2 separate regions of the Mus musculus genome follow, and region 1 is linked to region 2. A link is a contact called in public Hi-C data. All regions are on one chromosome and are shown on one strand. Each heading gives the region's core, a stretch centred on a gene start, on an enhancer-like site or on the middle of the called end of the contact. The rest is flanking DNA. Distances are from core to core; before and after follow the strand shown. Region 1 overlaps Wdr4 (WD repeat domain 4). Region 2 overlaps Slc37a1 (solute carrier family 37 (glycerol-3-phosphate transporter), member 1).

Evidence for each region. A called contact is a pair of places that touch in the nucleus more often than the background predicts.
Region 1: a contact with region 2 is called in a Hi-C map of cerebellar granule neurons, with 2.9 times the contacts expected there. The contact joins two enhancer-like sites. A contact is called at or near these places in 6 of 39 promoter capture datasets (the 3T3-L1 cell line, HPC-7-derived erythroid cells, embryonic stem cells and 2 more), 10 of 15 datasets of contacts at CTCF or cohesin (CD8 T cells, the NIH/3T3 cell line, embryonic stem cells and 4 more), 241 of 484 Hi-C or Micro-C datasets (the 3T3-L1 cell line, 3T3-L1-derived adipocytes, the 4T1 cell line and 118 more), 39 of 115 datasets of contacts at active chromatin or transcription factors (CD8 T cells, DN3 thymocytes, the HPC-7 cell line and 23 more) and 4 of 9 other capture datasets (adipose tissue, embryonic stem cells, liver and 1 more).

What each region holds. Positions count from the first base shown.
Region 1 is chr17:31,495,469-31,502,734 of GRCm38.p6, reverse strand. Wdr4 (WD repeat domain 4) reads left to right here. Exons shown (of 11, transcript NM_021322.2): 6 at 1,460-1,520; 7 at 2,023-2,121; 8 at 2,862-2,926; 9 at 3,563-3,746; 10 at 4,168-4,237; 11 at 5,807-7,266. The coding sequence ends at 5,997. Among named protein-coding and RNA genes, the nearest start is that of Wdr4, 13 kb to the left of the region's middle. Within about 2 kb of position 4,789, at least 11 of the 459 cell types and tissues checked have an H3K27ac peak or open chromatin away from gene starts, as enhancers often do. A contact at or near this core is called in cerebellar granule neurons, where this site is marked.
Region 2 is chr17:31,329,274-31,336,822 of GRCm38.p6, reverse strand. It overlaps Slc37a1 (solute carrier family 37 (glycerol-3-phosphate transporter), member 1), which reads right to left. Exons shown (of 20, transcript NM_001242427.1): 11 at 3,126-3,251; 12 at 999-1,089. Among named protein-coding and RNA genes, the nearest start is that of Slc37a1, 37 kb to the right of the region's middle. Within about 2 kb of position 2,087, at least 15 of the 459 cell types and tissues checked have an H3K27ac peak or open chromatin away from gene starts, as enhancers often do. A contact at or near this core is called in cerebellar granule neurons, where this site is marked.

The sequences.
Region 1 (7,266 bases), core at 3,540-6,039, 160 kb before region 2:
TCTGGGTCTAATAGATAAGGGTGATTGGGGCACTGGTGTTGTTGGTAGACTGTAGGGACGCCATGCTAAGAGCTACTTGGAGACTCAGAAGGCCGTATCAGGCCCTTGGCTCCCACGGGTGTGAGAGCTGCAGAAATCCAGGGCTGTGGGCTGCGTGAAGCAGTTGCTTTGAGCTTAACCTCCTGGGCTAGTGCTCCTTAGCCCATTTCTCCAGTCTCTCATTGAGAACTGCGGGCTGGGCTCTGCTGAGCCTCAGTCTGGGGCATGCACTCCTGCCGCAGGACTCTGACCCCTTGCTAGTTTGTGGAACTGCTTTTACGTGGCAGCCCTTTCTCTGCTTGCTGCTGCCTACTTCCATGGGGACTTCACCCCTCTACCCTCCACAGGACCTGAGGACAGTGACTTGAGAGGAACAGTGCCTGTTAGTTAGCTTTTGGAATTTCTGCAGTGCCAGGGATGGAACCTCTCCTGTGGCCTTTTCTATGATGGTTCAGTGTAGTGCAGCTTGTGGAGACTGGTTCCCATTCTTAGCTGTGAGAACTTGCTGTGACTTGGGCCTATGGAATGCACACAGCTTATTCCTCTTGGAGGGCCTAAGAGGACAACTAGGTCCCCTAAGAGAAGGCAGCTGTTGGTCAAAGGCCAGCTGCGGACCAGGTCTGGGTCAGGTTGGTGACTTGGTATTGGGGTAATGGGGATGAAGGGAGCCATGTGAACCAACATGGTAGGAGCCCTGGGTCTTGTGAACAATAATTGAAGTCTGTTAAGAGCTGGGAGAAGGGGCTGAAGAGATGGCTCAGTGGTTAAGAGCACTGACCGCTTTTCCAGAGGTCCTGAGTTCAATTCCCAGCACCCACATGGTGGTTCATGAGCGTCTGTAATGGGGTCTGATACACTCTTTGGCTTGCAGGCATACATGCAGACAGGGCACTCATACATTAAAACAATATAACAGGAGCTGGGAGAAGGGCAGCATTGTTGCGTTGCCTGCACTGGAGGTCATGTTCCTGGCCAGGGGGATTGCAGGGCAGGTGTAGGGTTCCTGGAGAGCCAGCTTGCTCAGGCTCACATCTGGTGGCAGAGTGGCTGCTGCTGTCCTGTGTAGTTGGGAGCCACAGAGCTAGACTGGGCTTTGTGGGTGGCTTCACAGAGGCCTCTTGGGGTCTTCTCGGAGTGTTCAGTAGTATGGCTTTGACCTGCATGTAGGCATCTCAAATGGAGGCGGGTTTATGGGGCAGAGTGAGGTAGTGAGTGTCCCCATGCAGAGCTGCATGTGACAGACAATGCTCTGGCAGAACTGGGCCCTGCCCTCTTGGTCCATGTGTAATGTTGGAGACTCACACGTGCCAGCCGTGTTCTCAGCACCCCCTGGTATGGGTGGGGTCGGCAGTGGTTTCTCTTTCTGAGCAGGGTGAGAGGCTCCCTCCCGTGTTGGGTGACCTGGCTTTGCTCCCCACAGGTTTGTGAGCCGCATCCTTGTAGTGCCCAGTCATCCTGAACTGCTGCTTTCTTCCTCTGGGGTAAGTGGTGTGCCTGCTGCTGGGTGGCCACAGCAAAAGAAAGTATCCAGACTCTTGTCCCCAACTAGGATGCCAAGTCCACCAATCTCTGTTGGTTGTGGCCACTAGAGGGAGAGTCTTTCTTTGGGGCTGTGAATGTAGTTTATGTGCCCATGTGTGTTTGCCTGCCTGGTCCCAGCACAGCATGTGGTGTAAATGGACTTTCTCAGTAGGGGGGTCTGGTCATCTTGGTTCCTTTGCCTGCTGGGCCATGGTTTGGTGTCTTGACTCGCCTGTCATCAAGGAGGCTTTCCTAGGTACTCTGGCATAATTGGTTAGCTTTCAGTACTCTGCAGAGAGTTTTCTTCATAAGGGAGCCCTAGCTGTCAGAGGGACTCTGTCTGCACCCAGCCATGTTCAGCGTCCCGTTCCCCTCCCCTCCCCTCCCCTCCCCTCCCCTCCCCTCCTTTCTTGCTTCTGGGCAGGCCTCTTGAGCATACATGTAGCCCTTCTGTCTGTACAGGATGGCACCCTGAGACTCTGGGAGTACAGAAGCGGTAGGCAGCTGCAGTGCTGTGACCTGGCCGGCCTACAGGAGCCTGGAGAGCAGCCAGGCCACAAGGTACCTGAGTGTTTGCCATCCACCTCCTCTTGCTCTCATTATGGGGACGTCATCTTTTAGAAATGTTTCCTTGCTGTAAGCAAGTTTAGGGAATACACACAGGATTCCCAGTTCTGCGGCGCCTGATGAGAAACAATTCACATCACACTTTGTGTGTACACGGGCTGGCAGAACAGGAAGGCCTCCAGGAATACTTGAATATTAAACAATGATGGCAGACAGCCTCACTGTATTTTGTCAGTGCTGGGGGCACGTCAGCATTCTCTGTGCTCATGGAGTCCCCCTGGCACCTCCTGTATACCCATGATTCCTCAGGGTGTTCCCGGATTGCTCAGCTTAAAATTGGGTGGCATGGTGCCTGCCCTCCCTCAGGCCAGCCAATGAGAGGCACGTCCTTTTTTTCCTACACCTGATATTTGGGACTTCTAGAAGCTCCTGTGTGTATCACCTTTTACCCTGGGAAGCATGGACAGTTGTTGTGTCTTTAATCATAGCCCTTCTTCCCATGTGTTCTGCATGGCTTTGGAGGCATATCACAGGCCTGCAGGGACAGCCGGGGCCATGTGTGAGGACAGGGGCATTGGCTGCTCCCTTCCTGGTGATTCCAGATTGTTTCCGTGGACTCTTGCCCCGCGTTGGCATTATGTGGGACCCACGGTACCTGTGCCCTTAGGCTCCGCTGAGAAGGGTGCTTAGGTGCCTGGGAGCAGAGCCCGGCTAAGCAGCTGCTTTCCCTGCAGGGGTTGGCCGCGTCCAGGATTGCATTCTGGGGACAGGAGAGCTATGTGGTGCTTCTGTGTGAGTGGTAAGACGGCGAGTTGGCACCCATGGGGCAGATTGAGGGGCTGGGGATAATCGAGGGGTTCCTTCTGCTGCCCCTTCTCAGTGCCAGGGCAGGTTTCTGGTGATCTGCATTCTGTCCTATGAAGCTTGGGGTTGCTCTTTGCTCTCCTTAGACGTGAGAATATTACAGGTTTGGAGAGGAGAGAACCCAGCCTTCTGTCTACACCAGTGGTTCTCAGCCTTCCTAACACCGAGACCCTTTACTATAGTTCATGTTTAGTGATCCCAACCACAGTTAATTTTGTTGCTGCTTCATAACTGCAATTTTGCTACTGTTAGGAATTGTAATGTAAATATGTTTGCTAATGGTCTCAGGTGACCCCCATGAAAGGGTCATTTCATCCCTTCAGGGGTCGTGATCCACAGGGTTGAAAAATCCTGACATATACACTTGGAATGGAGTGGCCATTTCACTCTTCGTCCTGTATTAGTTCTTACTATAAAACAAGTTACTCCAGAACTTGGACCTTAAACATGTACCATCTCCCAGGGTCTGGGTGGCTCAGGGTCTGCAGGTAGTATAGGCAGGCCTAGGGCCAGGATGTCTTGTGGGCATGCTGCTGTGGTGATGACCAGTCTCTCTCTCTCTCCTGGAAAGCGTTCCCGTGGTCTTCGTCTTCCAGCTTGATGCCAGCAGACAGCAGCTGGTGTTCAGACAGCGGCTGACTTTCCCTCACCGAGTGTGGGATGTTGTGTTTGAGGAGGCCCGGGGGCTGTGGGTTCTACAGGACTGCCGTGATGCCCCCCTGGTGCTCTGGAGGCCTGTGGGTGGTGAGTGGCAGGTGAGAGCACCCAGCAGCTCCGTGGTCTGAGCCTGGTGTCTTGGTGGGGTGTGGCAGGGTGGGGCTGGGGTTTCCCCACAGCCTTGTTCACATCCATCTAGGTCCTAAGGCTATAGCCTGAGGCAGCTTGTCTGCCCTGGCTTGGGTCCCCATGCCTGTGTATAGGAGGTTCCCACACTGCGGAAGGCAGCACTAGGACTGACATGGGTGTACTCTTCCTGTGTGCAGGCCTGTGTCAGGGCCTTGCTGGATACTGATGTGCAGGGAGCACTGCGGGAAATCTCTGCCAATCCCATAAGGCTTTGGGCGAGGTAGGACAGCATTGGGAATTCTTGGCCAGCTTCGGCTGCCTGTGCCCAAGGCTGGCCCCGCCAGGCCTCTGCTTGCTCTCTCTGAGTCCCTGCTCACTTGTCACCTGCAGGCTGCTCCAGACGGTGCTGTGTCCCCGAGACTCTGCAGCCATCTCCGTGAGAGCTGGGCCATGCTGGAAGGTGAGAGCTCTGTGAACAGGGTCTGTAATGCAGACAAGGAGTGCTACTGCTGTGCAGTGAGGAGCGGTGAGCTGGCTGGTGTGGGGCTGAGGCAGTGACTCAGTTGCTGCTTGGGGTGGCCAGCGTTGTATTCACTGGCCAGAGGTTGCCCATCCAGGCAGGACCACCCAGACCCAGTCTCTATGAAACAAACTATTACTCAGAAAAGATGTTGCAAAGCCAATTCTTAGAAGTTAGGGTTCCTAGACTTTTGGGGGTGCTCCAGCTGTGGTCTAAATGCCCTCTGAAGCCTGCAGGCTCGCCCGCTCGCTCTAGCGGGGCGATTTCTCAGTTGAGATCTCCTCTTGGAGTATGACTAGCTTGTGCTGAGCTGAAATAAAAGTGGTAGGCGGGGCAGGTGGGGAAGGTGTGTCCTCCCTGGCTGCTCACCCTGGACCCCTGGCTGCAGAGCACGTCAAAGACAACCTCTACAGAATCTCTTACCACGTGGGATGAAGCTCAGGCTGTCAGGCTTGGCACAAGTGCCTTTCCCTCCTGAGCCATCCTGCTGGCCTCCCTCTTGCTGGACTTCCTCACGCTCTGCCTGGCCGGCTCTGGGTCCTTCTGGACCTTGCTCAGTTTGGTTCTGTTGATGGTTACCTGGTGCAGACTCAGGCCAAAGCCTGTCTTCATGTCTAAGATGCTCCACACACAGATGGAGCACCACACTAGCCTGTGCATCCTGAGCCTTGGCTGCTGGCGGTCAGGGAACCACACCCACCTAAGGGTAGGGTGACCTGAGGGTCCTCTCTAGCATGCAGCGCTGATTGTCCTTGGGATGTAGCTCACTAGGGTGAGACTGGCTGAGGGGCTGTGCCAGTAGCACCTGAGCTTAACACTCAAGGACATCTACTGCAGTGTGGCATGCTCTTACCCAGAGCCACAGCCTGCCAAGGCCTTGCTCTGGGTCTGGAGTCCTGGAGTGCCTGTGGCCTCTGTAGATGACCGCCTGCCATCCACTGGTGTTGACTGACTCTGGCTATCTCAGGTTCCCCTTGGGCAGGGTTCATTCCTGCGCAGGAGATGGTTGGAGGATTCAGGCCTCACTAATACGCTCCCTCAGTTCAGGACCTGCAGCTGGCTTTGTCAGTGAATGAATGAGAAAGTGCAGACAAGATGTCAGCCAATCCCTGGTCCCTACTTCCCACCTCTACCCCTTCCCTTCAGCATTCTGTTGGAACAAGTCCCCAGGTCCAGCCCAAGTGTGGATCTCAAGGGTTGGGTCACATAAGGTTTAGGGTCTTTGAGATATCAGGGAGGTAGAATTCCCAAGGCCAGCTGGACAGTGGTGGCGCACACCTTTAATCCCAGCGCTTGAGAGGCAGAGGCAGGCAGATTTCTGAGTTCGAGGACAGCCTGGTCTACAAAGTGAGTTCCAGGACAGCCAGGGCTACACAGAGAAACCCTGTCTCGAAAAAACAAAAAAAAACAAAAAAACAAAAAAATTCCCAAGGCCATCCAGTGAGAGGAGGTAGTGCTGGGCCATGTTCCAAGTCACTCACCTGGCATCTCTTCTTGTCCTTGTCATAGGTTCTGTTGGTACAGATGACAGCTTCCGCAGCCTGTACAAGGCCACCTTTGACAACATGACCTCTTACCTGAAGAAAAAGGAAGAGAGACTGCAGCAGCAGCTGAAGAAGAAGCGGCAAAGGAGCCCCTTCCCAGGGTCCCCGGAACAGACCAAAAAGGCGTGCCCGGGCCAGTCAGCCCTTAGTTGCTGACCTTGGACATGGCCACAGCTCTCATTCCTGAGGCCCTGTGGGCAGCTCTCTCCCTCCTCCTCCCTGGTTCATCCCTAGGGAGGGAGATCACGGCAGCTCAGTCCCTACCACTAGCTCAACAGTCCCTGATCTCCAGAGTCTGCCTTTGTCACTGAGAACAGGCTCCTGCCGGGTTGCAGGGAAGGCAGGTGGTGTTAGCTTAGCTAAGAGTCTAGAGCTGTGTGGAAGCACCTTCACATTGAAGGATACACTGGCCCACAGCACCACGCATGTCTGTCGGGGCCCACAGTGTCGTCCCTGGGGAGCTCTAGGGAGACCTGCAGGACAGGACCTGCCTTCACATCATTGCCGGGGGCTCTCCAGGTGGAGCTCTGTATGGCTCTGTAGCTGCTTGCTGTTTTGAGGCAGATTCAGTTGGTGCTGTTCGCACTCCTGGGCTGGGCTGAGCAGACTGAGCAAGCTTTGGGGCTCTGAGGGTGTGACCTTGCCAGGCCAGCCTTGTTTTACAGGGAATGATGGTGACCTCGTGGTTCTGTTGCTCTGAACTCTGCATACACTGCAGAACAGAAGGAAATGAACAGAAATCACAGCATCAATAAAGACAAACTTTGCATAGCTTTCTGGAATGTTCAGCAGCAGCCTCCATAGCTGATCTTAAGACATTCAATGTGTGTATGCTCTTCAAATGACATGGCTCTTGGTGGTTAGAGAGGGGTGTTGTCCAGCTCTGTCTATTCTCGTGCTATTTCCCAGACGAGCTGCAGCAGAGACCGTCTTGGGTTGGGGAGATGAGACCCGAGTTTAGGTACCACCCAAACATACAGAACAAAGGAAGGCCATAGCCTAGCATAACTGTAACCCTAATACTGGAGCTGCAGACTGAGGCAGCCTAGCCTAAACAGTGACATTTTGGGCTCTGTGAGATCCTGTCTCAAGATGAACAGTCGAGGAAGATGCCCAGTGTCATCGTCTGGCCTCCACACGCAGTAGAAATAGTCTTGTGGCCACAAGCAGCTATCAGTCGAATGGGTGGTGTTCACGGAGCAGGGTGCTCACCTCTGTCTAGGAGCTAATGTCACGTGTTCTGGATGCTGGGATGTGTGGTCGGTCCCTGGAGACATGGATGTGCCAACTGGGCTGTGGGCTGGGTCCTAACTAGTCGGAGATAAATGAGAGAAGTCTGAGGGCCCAGGAATACAGCTTTGCTGAGCCAGTGCTGCATTCGCTCAGTCCTCTGGTCATGCGTAGCCTGCGAGCCAGGTAGAGCCC
Region 2 (7,549 bases), core at 838-3,337:
TGGGCATCCAGCAGTTCGACATTGTGGCTAAGATTGTTCTCTTGTCAAAGGGAGCATAGCCTCTTACTGAGACTCCCTGTTAGGACTATTTACTGTGCATGTGCCAGGATGAGGTAGGGATGGTTAGGCAGTGCCCTGAGGTAGCTCCTTGCAGCCTGCTCACCCAACCTCTTCCTTTCTGCAGCCTGCTCTTGTTAGCCACATCCCAAGAAAGTCCCCACCTTGCTGCTGCCCCAGCTTCCTCGGCTGAGGTGACATTCCCTTCAGCTTTGGGGTTTTGGTCAACCTTGACATGGCCTTATGACACACCTTAGAATCAGTCTTCCATTCTCAAAGCCTTCTTTCCTATGCTGTCCCTAGAGCTCTTGCCCAAGCCCAAAGCTGTATCTACAAAGCCCCGCTCCTTTCGTTCCTTCCCCTGACTCACTCACTGGTTCCTGAGGCCAAGGTGTCACCATGCATGCAACAGCCCCACTTGGTTCCTGAGAACTGCTGAGCCAATGACACACAGCTATATAGTACTTTCTTTCTGGAAAATTCTATCAAGAGCCACAGCTCTGGACATTCTTAGACTCTGGGAACCCAAGAGACTGTCAGCCCTCCCACAAATCAAAACACATCCCCAGAAACAGTTTGTAGGTCAGATCTCAGCCCCTGGTGGCCATGCTCCTGCTTGCTGGCCGCTGTGTTCCAAAGCCTGACACGGCCTAGATTTAAACACAGGCAGCCTCCGAGAACCACAGAGGGGTCAGGGAGTAACCGGATGAGCCCGGTGAAAGTTACTACCAGAGCCACACACTGTGTCTACATCCACGTCCTCTCCCATCTGCCGAGCCACGCTGTCCAGTTGCTGTCCAGTCACCCTGTGTGGCCCAGCAGGAGGAAGGGAGTTCTGAGCAGTCTAGCTCACAGAGCGGAACGTCCCTTCCGGCAAGCACAGAGGGGAACCTCCCTTCCAGCAAGCACAGAGCGGAATGTCCCTTCCGGCAGGCACTCACCTACACTGGTGATGTACAGCGGGAGCCAGAACAGGAATGTGTAGCTGACCAGCTTGGCAAACAGCAAACACAGAGAAAACTCAATCACGCCCTGGAAGAGGGAGCCATTGTCAACTGGGGGTGGGATCAGCAGTGTGTCTCAAGGTGTGCCCCAGGACAAAGGGCTGTTCCTTGGCGGACACGCAGTGTTTCTACAGGGTTCAACCTTGCTTAGGGGAGAGCATGAGTGGGAAGCGAGACCTAGGAGATCCGGAGCACAGACTCACCTAGTCTGACTGCCAGCAGGGCAGAAACTCAGTGTTGTAACAAGAGCCAACGAGAAGCCCGGCCAAATGATAGCTAGTGATTTCCTCCCAGAGAGATGCTCATGAAGACTGGGCTGGGAGCCGGGCGTGGTGGCACACACGCTTATAATCCCAGGAGGCAGAGGCAGGCTGATTTCAGAGTTCGAGGCCAGCCTGGTCTACAAAGTGAGTTCCAAGACAGCCAGAGCTATAAAGAGAAACCCTATCTCGAAAAACCAAAAACCAAAGGAAAAAAAAAAAAAAGACTGGGTTGGGGAGAAGGCTCAGTACGGAAGAGTGCTTGCTATACAAATATGGCCTGAGTTTAAATCCCCAGTACCCACATAAAACGCCAGGCATAGTTATGTGTGTGTCTGTAACTCCAGCCCTGGAGAGTGGAGATGGGGCAGATCCCAGGAGCTCGCCGGTCAGCTATCTAGCCAACCTGGCAAGCTTCCAGTTCACACAGAGCTGCTGCTTCAAGGTAATAAGGTGGGGAGAGCAATAGATGAAGATGTTAGACATCTTCCTCAGGGCTCTGAATGGCTGCACATGGGTGTGTGCACCTGCATACTCATGTGTATGCCTCTCTCTCTCTCTCTCTCTCTCTCTCTCTCTCTCACACACACACACACACACACACACACACAGAGTCCCCTTGGGGTTTTCCGGTTGTTATTGTATCATAGGATGGGAGCGAGCATGTGGTACCTACTACAGAGATGCTTGGCATGCTCTGTACTGGGATAAAATCATCTCACTTCACCCTCAGATCAACAGATGGCATCATAGCTGGAGAAGAGCCTAGGGGTGGGTAAATAGATGCTCGCTGTAGACTCTTATGCCAACCATCTGGGTAGGGGCATGGGCATGGGCAGGGACAGAGAGAAGGCTGCGCCAGGCCTCCAAAGCATGTCCAGTCCATATTGCCCTGTGTCTCACATTTACATGTTAGTCGGCTCCCCAACCGATGCTAGCGGAAGTATCTGGGGTCTACAGCAGAAAGGTACCATAGAAGGGCTGCTAGCCAACAGTAAGAACACATCCTTAGAAATGACTTTCATTGAAAACTGCCATCTCCTGCTGGCTGGCTATGAAGCCTGTCCAGGAACCCAGTGCTCACAACTGTAAAGTGTGAGATTGCCACCTCAGGGCATTGTGAGAGCCAGGAGGCCCCAAGTGCCAGAGCACAATCAGATCCTGCCTCTTAAGACCTTAGCATACTGCTGGCTATTCTTCTGTAGCCTCAACCCCTTCATGCCTCTCCCTCTCGGGGGAAACACGCCATACTGGGAACTCAGAGCCTCACTGTGCTGTGAAATGGAGCAGGCTCAGTAGAGCCACAGAGCAGTGAGCACAGGTTGCCTCCTGTGTAGCACCCTACACTCTTAGAGCCAGAAGGCAAATGGCTGAGAGGGTGGAGAGCCAAGGGGGAAGGTATCATGGGTGTAGGCCCAGGGCAGCCAGCTTTCTGTTTTTTTTCAAGTGAAAAACATAATTTCAAAGTGTTCAGAGACAGTACAAAATGAAGGCATCATGCTGGGCTGGAGAGACGGTTCAGTGGTTAAGAGCACGAGCTGCTCTTTCAGAGGTCCTGAGTTCAGTTTGCAGCAACCACATGGTGTGGCTCACAACCATCTGTGATGGGATCTGATGCCCTCTAAAAATTAAAATAAAAGGCATCCCACACTGAGCCACGTTCTGCCTGGAGTGACCAGCCACACTGCCCACACAGGATGGGAGGACCTGACCCACCAACGCCACAGCCACACACTTCTCTTTCAAGCTCACCAAGGCCCAGCCCCTTCCCACACAGCACTGTCTCCCTGGCAGGCAGACTCACCGGGATCCTCAGGGCTCCCGTGAAGCTGATGGCGGCCATGTTGCCATCAGCAGGGAGGACAACAATATGGCTTGGGTGAAGGGGGTTCTTCCCGTCGGAGAGTAGCAAGCACTGAAGCTCTGGGTCCTGGACACACAAGCAAAAGGGACAGATGTCACGAGGGGCATCTGCCTGAGTGAGGCTGGAATTTTAAGCAAGTAAGATAATGGGTTTCCTGGTACTAGAGAGATGGCTCAGAGGTTAAGAGCACTGGCTGCTCTTCCAGAGGTTCTGAATTCAATTCCCAGCAACCACATGGTGATTCACAACCATCTGTAAGATCTAGTGTCCTCTTCTGGCCTGCAGACATACATGCAGGCAGAACACCATACACATAATAAATAAATAAATCTTTAAAAAAAAAAAAAAAAAGACAGTGGGTTTCCTACTAAAAGCCTTGGGCCCATGTCCTGACTGGTTTGTGTATGAACTTGACACAAGTTGGAGTTATCAGAGAGAAAGGAGCCTCCCTTGAGGAAATACCTCCATGAGATCCAGCTGTAAGGCATTTTCTCAATTAGTGATCAAGGATGGGAGAGCCCATTGTGGGTGGTGCCATCCCCCTGGGCTAGTGGTCTTGGGTTCTATAAGAGAGCAAGCTGAGCAAGGCAGAGGAAGCAAGTAACATCCCTCCATGGCCTCTGTATCAGCTCCTGCCTCCAAGTTCCTGCCCTGTGTGAGTTCCTGTCCTGACTTCCTTTGGTGATGAACAGCAATGTGGAAGTGTAAGTTGAGTAAACCTTTTCCTCCCAACTTGCTTCTTGGTCACATTTCACTGCAGCAATAAAAACCCTAAGACAGACCAGTGACAAACAATTTGCCTCCTCAGTCCTTAGCATCCACCTGGCTTATGAAATGCCATGTGCTCAGAAATAGTAAAAGACAAGAAAGAAAGGAAAAAAAAAAAAAAAGAACCCCATGTCGCTGTGGAGAAAGATCAGTAGGTTAAAACACAACTCTATGTGGAGCTGGAGAGATGGCTCAGTGGTTAAGAGCACTGGCTGCTCTTCCAGAGGTCCTGAGTTCAATTCCCAGCAACCACATGGTGGCTCACAACCATCTATGATAGGGTCTGATGCCCTCTTCTGGCATGAGTGTGTATAAGCAGAGAACTATATAAAATAGATCTTAAATTTTAAAAAAAGGATCTGATGCCCTCTACTGGCCTTCGGGTGTACATGCAGATAGAGCAATTTTAAAAATTTAGAATAAATCTTTAATTTTTTTTTTTTAAAGCACACCTGGGTGTATATTGTATCTTGTACCCAAACATCTGGAAGATTCTGGTAACAGGAGAAGATGCCTATACTAAACACCCTCTTAGATATAATCAGATTGGATTTTCATTATGGTCTAATCAGTTGTGTCTAGCCTGCAGCCCTGGGCTGCCATGTGGCCAAAGATAATTCAGGAACACATCCAACACAAACAACAGGTGGTTTGTGTGTGTGTGTGTGTGTGTGTGTGTGTGTGTGTGGTTTTTGCTTGTTTGAACCCAATTACACAGTTCTCTGGCATGAACCTTGCAGATGACAAAATAGCTGATCGTGCCTAAAGGGACTGTTTACATATTCACCCACAACCACATGATGCTTTTTTGGAAGGAGTGAAGCTAAAGTTTAACACAGCAACGTGGTCACTGTGCCATAGGACGATGTAATTTCATGGACTTGCTAGTGAGGAATTCTTCACAGGACTCTGGACCTTGCAAGGAGGTCACAGTGTACAAAGACTGCCAGAAACGATGTTATTTTAAAATTTATAAGCCAGTTCTGAGATTTGTGCCTTCCGATACCGGGGACATCCCCGAGGGACAGAATTTGTGCTTACTGGAGCACGGTGGAGAAATCCCAGCTCTGCGTGGAGTTTTAAGTCATAGCAAGGGTGATAGAAAGAGGCTTTCTCTGAATGAACCATGAATCCCAGTGGATTAAATAGGAGTGCTCCTAAGGGCTTCAGGCATGTCGTGCCGTAGGACCTAACAGCCATTGATGCATTTTGTTTTACTCTAAACCATGCAGGGTGAATATAAACCACAGAAGAATTTAAAAAAAAAAAAGATATTGGGGTTGGGGAGATGGCTTAGGTTAAGAGCACTTGCTGCTTTAGCAAAGGACCCAGGTTCAATTTCCAGCACTCACAGAATGCCTGTGACTTCAGCGCTAGGAATCCAGCGCCCCCTCCTGGTCTCTGTGGGGACTGCACACACAGTTCGCATACAGATTAAATAAAAGGCACTCACATACATATTAAATAAAAAAGATGAAACGTAGGGGACAGGTTTGACATGCAGAGACTCAGCATTGTGTGTGAGCTTGAGATGCCCACGTCACCCAGGCTGAGCTCAGTAGCCAGGACATTCTCACACTGAACGCCATACTTAAGAAGGCAGAGGGAAAGCTCAGGTGTGAAGGAGGGGCGCGTTCCGCTCCTCACGGTCACACTGCGACCTGGCAATGCTTTCAATGGATCAAGTTAGGTGTCCAGCTTGGGAGGCATGCCACCATTCCTTCATCATACCTAACACTGGCTTCTCTGAGAGCCCGGGACCTCATTCCCAGGCTGACCGAGCTTTAAGAATCTCTGAACAGCTCCAAGCTTCAGGGTAACCCCTGGCGACCAAGCTGAGACCTGCATGACTTTACGTGCCCTTTTAAATAGAAAGGGGCCCTGACCAGGGGTTAAGATGCAGCAAGCCACAAAGCAATTAAGTGCAAAGGGAGGAGCAGTCTGGGACCTGGATAGCTATAAGGACAGGTCAACCAGAGAAAACAGGGAACTCTCCTGTAGAGACTGCCTGGGAGTGTGAAGTGCCCCAAGGCGCCACCTGCTGGGATTGCTTAAAACTGCAGACTTAGACTGCTCAGGCAAAAGGAGGCGCTGTTTCCTTTGGAGTAAACAAGGAGCCACTGAGCAATGAGAGACAAATGGAGGGGGGCGGGCAGGAGGAGGGGCTTCTGCCTCAGACTCTATTTTTTTACTTACTCACTTTACATCTCCCTCACTGCCCTGCTCTTGGTCATCCCCTCCCACCATCCTTCCCCTATCCCTCCTCCCCTTCTCCTCTGAGCAATTGGGGGTCCCTCTGGGTATCCACCCACTCTGGCACATGAAATCTCTGTGAGGCTAGATGCATCCTCTCCCACTGGGGTCAGACAAGGCAGCCCAGCTAGAAGAACATATCCCAGACAGGCAACAGTTTGTGGGACAGAACCTCGTTCCAGTTGTTCAGGACCCACACGAAGACCAAGCTGTACATCTGCTACATATGTTCTAGCCTGCGTGCGTGCGTGCGTGCGTAATAAGCAGGTTCCATGTGTGCTCCAGCCCAAGGACTGGAGGGTGAATAAGGAGATTCTTCAGTCAGAGCCCTGTCCTTGGCTTATGCTGCCCAAGAGCAAAGGCTGCTCCTGCTATTGGCAAAAGAGTAGTTTGTGAACGCACTACACACACATGCACATGCCTGTAGTCCTACTATGGGAAGCCTGCCCTTGCTGAGGTCTGCGCTTCCTATTTAGGGAGCAAGACACAGGCGACTGAGTTTACCATTCTGAGGCTGATGTGGGTCTCAGCAGCATCTGAACCCTGGCCAGTCAGAGATGCCCAGGAAGAAGAGGATGGTGGCCATGGCGATGGGAATAACGACCAGCTCAAGTCAACCATCACAAGTCACGTGACCAAAGGGGGGGTCCCCTGCAGCCACGAGTGACCTCTGCATTAAGCCTTGTGTCTGGTAAGGAGCACCTGGGGTCAGACTGGAACACTCTGGGAAAGGGGACAACCAGGGGCTCCTGCCAAGCTCAGGGGACACCCTCCCACGCACATATCCTAACCCATGGCAAGGGCAAGACACCATGTGAGCCGGATCTGTCCCTGACTGACTGTCCCTACTGTTAGCTTGAATAAGCCAACTAGGTTGCTGGCTTCTTGGTGGCACTGAACAGTGTTGCAGAGGGAAAAGAAAAGGCAAGCAAAACGCTAAAACCAGAGCGAGCCTTTTCAGGTTAATCACTATGAGGAACAAAATGTCATCCTTCACGGTCACTGAAGAGGAGCGTCACAGAGGTGTTGAACGTTAATCAAGATGTGTTTTTTAAAACTATAACTTGAGTGAACTGAGATTCTTGCAGGCATGACCAACCTTTTGACATTGAAACACTACGCTGCCATCAATGAAGTCCACATTCAAAACAAAACAAAACAAAACAAAACAAAAAAACAAAAACCGTGCATTGGGCTGTAAAATTCATAGGCTGTAAAATTCATAGCCATCCTGGGGTGCGGTACATGCAGCCTCTGGGGTACAGGGTGGACAGATCTATAACCATCTTCCTTGGCATCTCTGACTGTCCAGGGCTCGGACACTGCTGAGACCCAAATGAGCC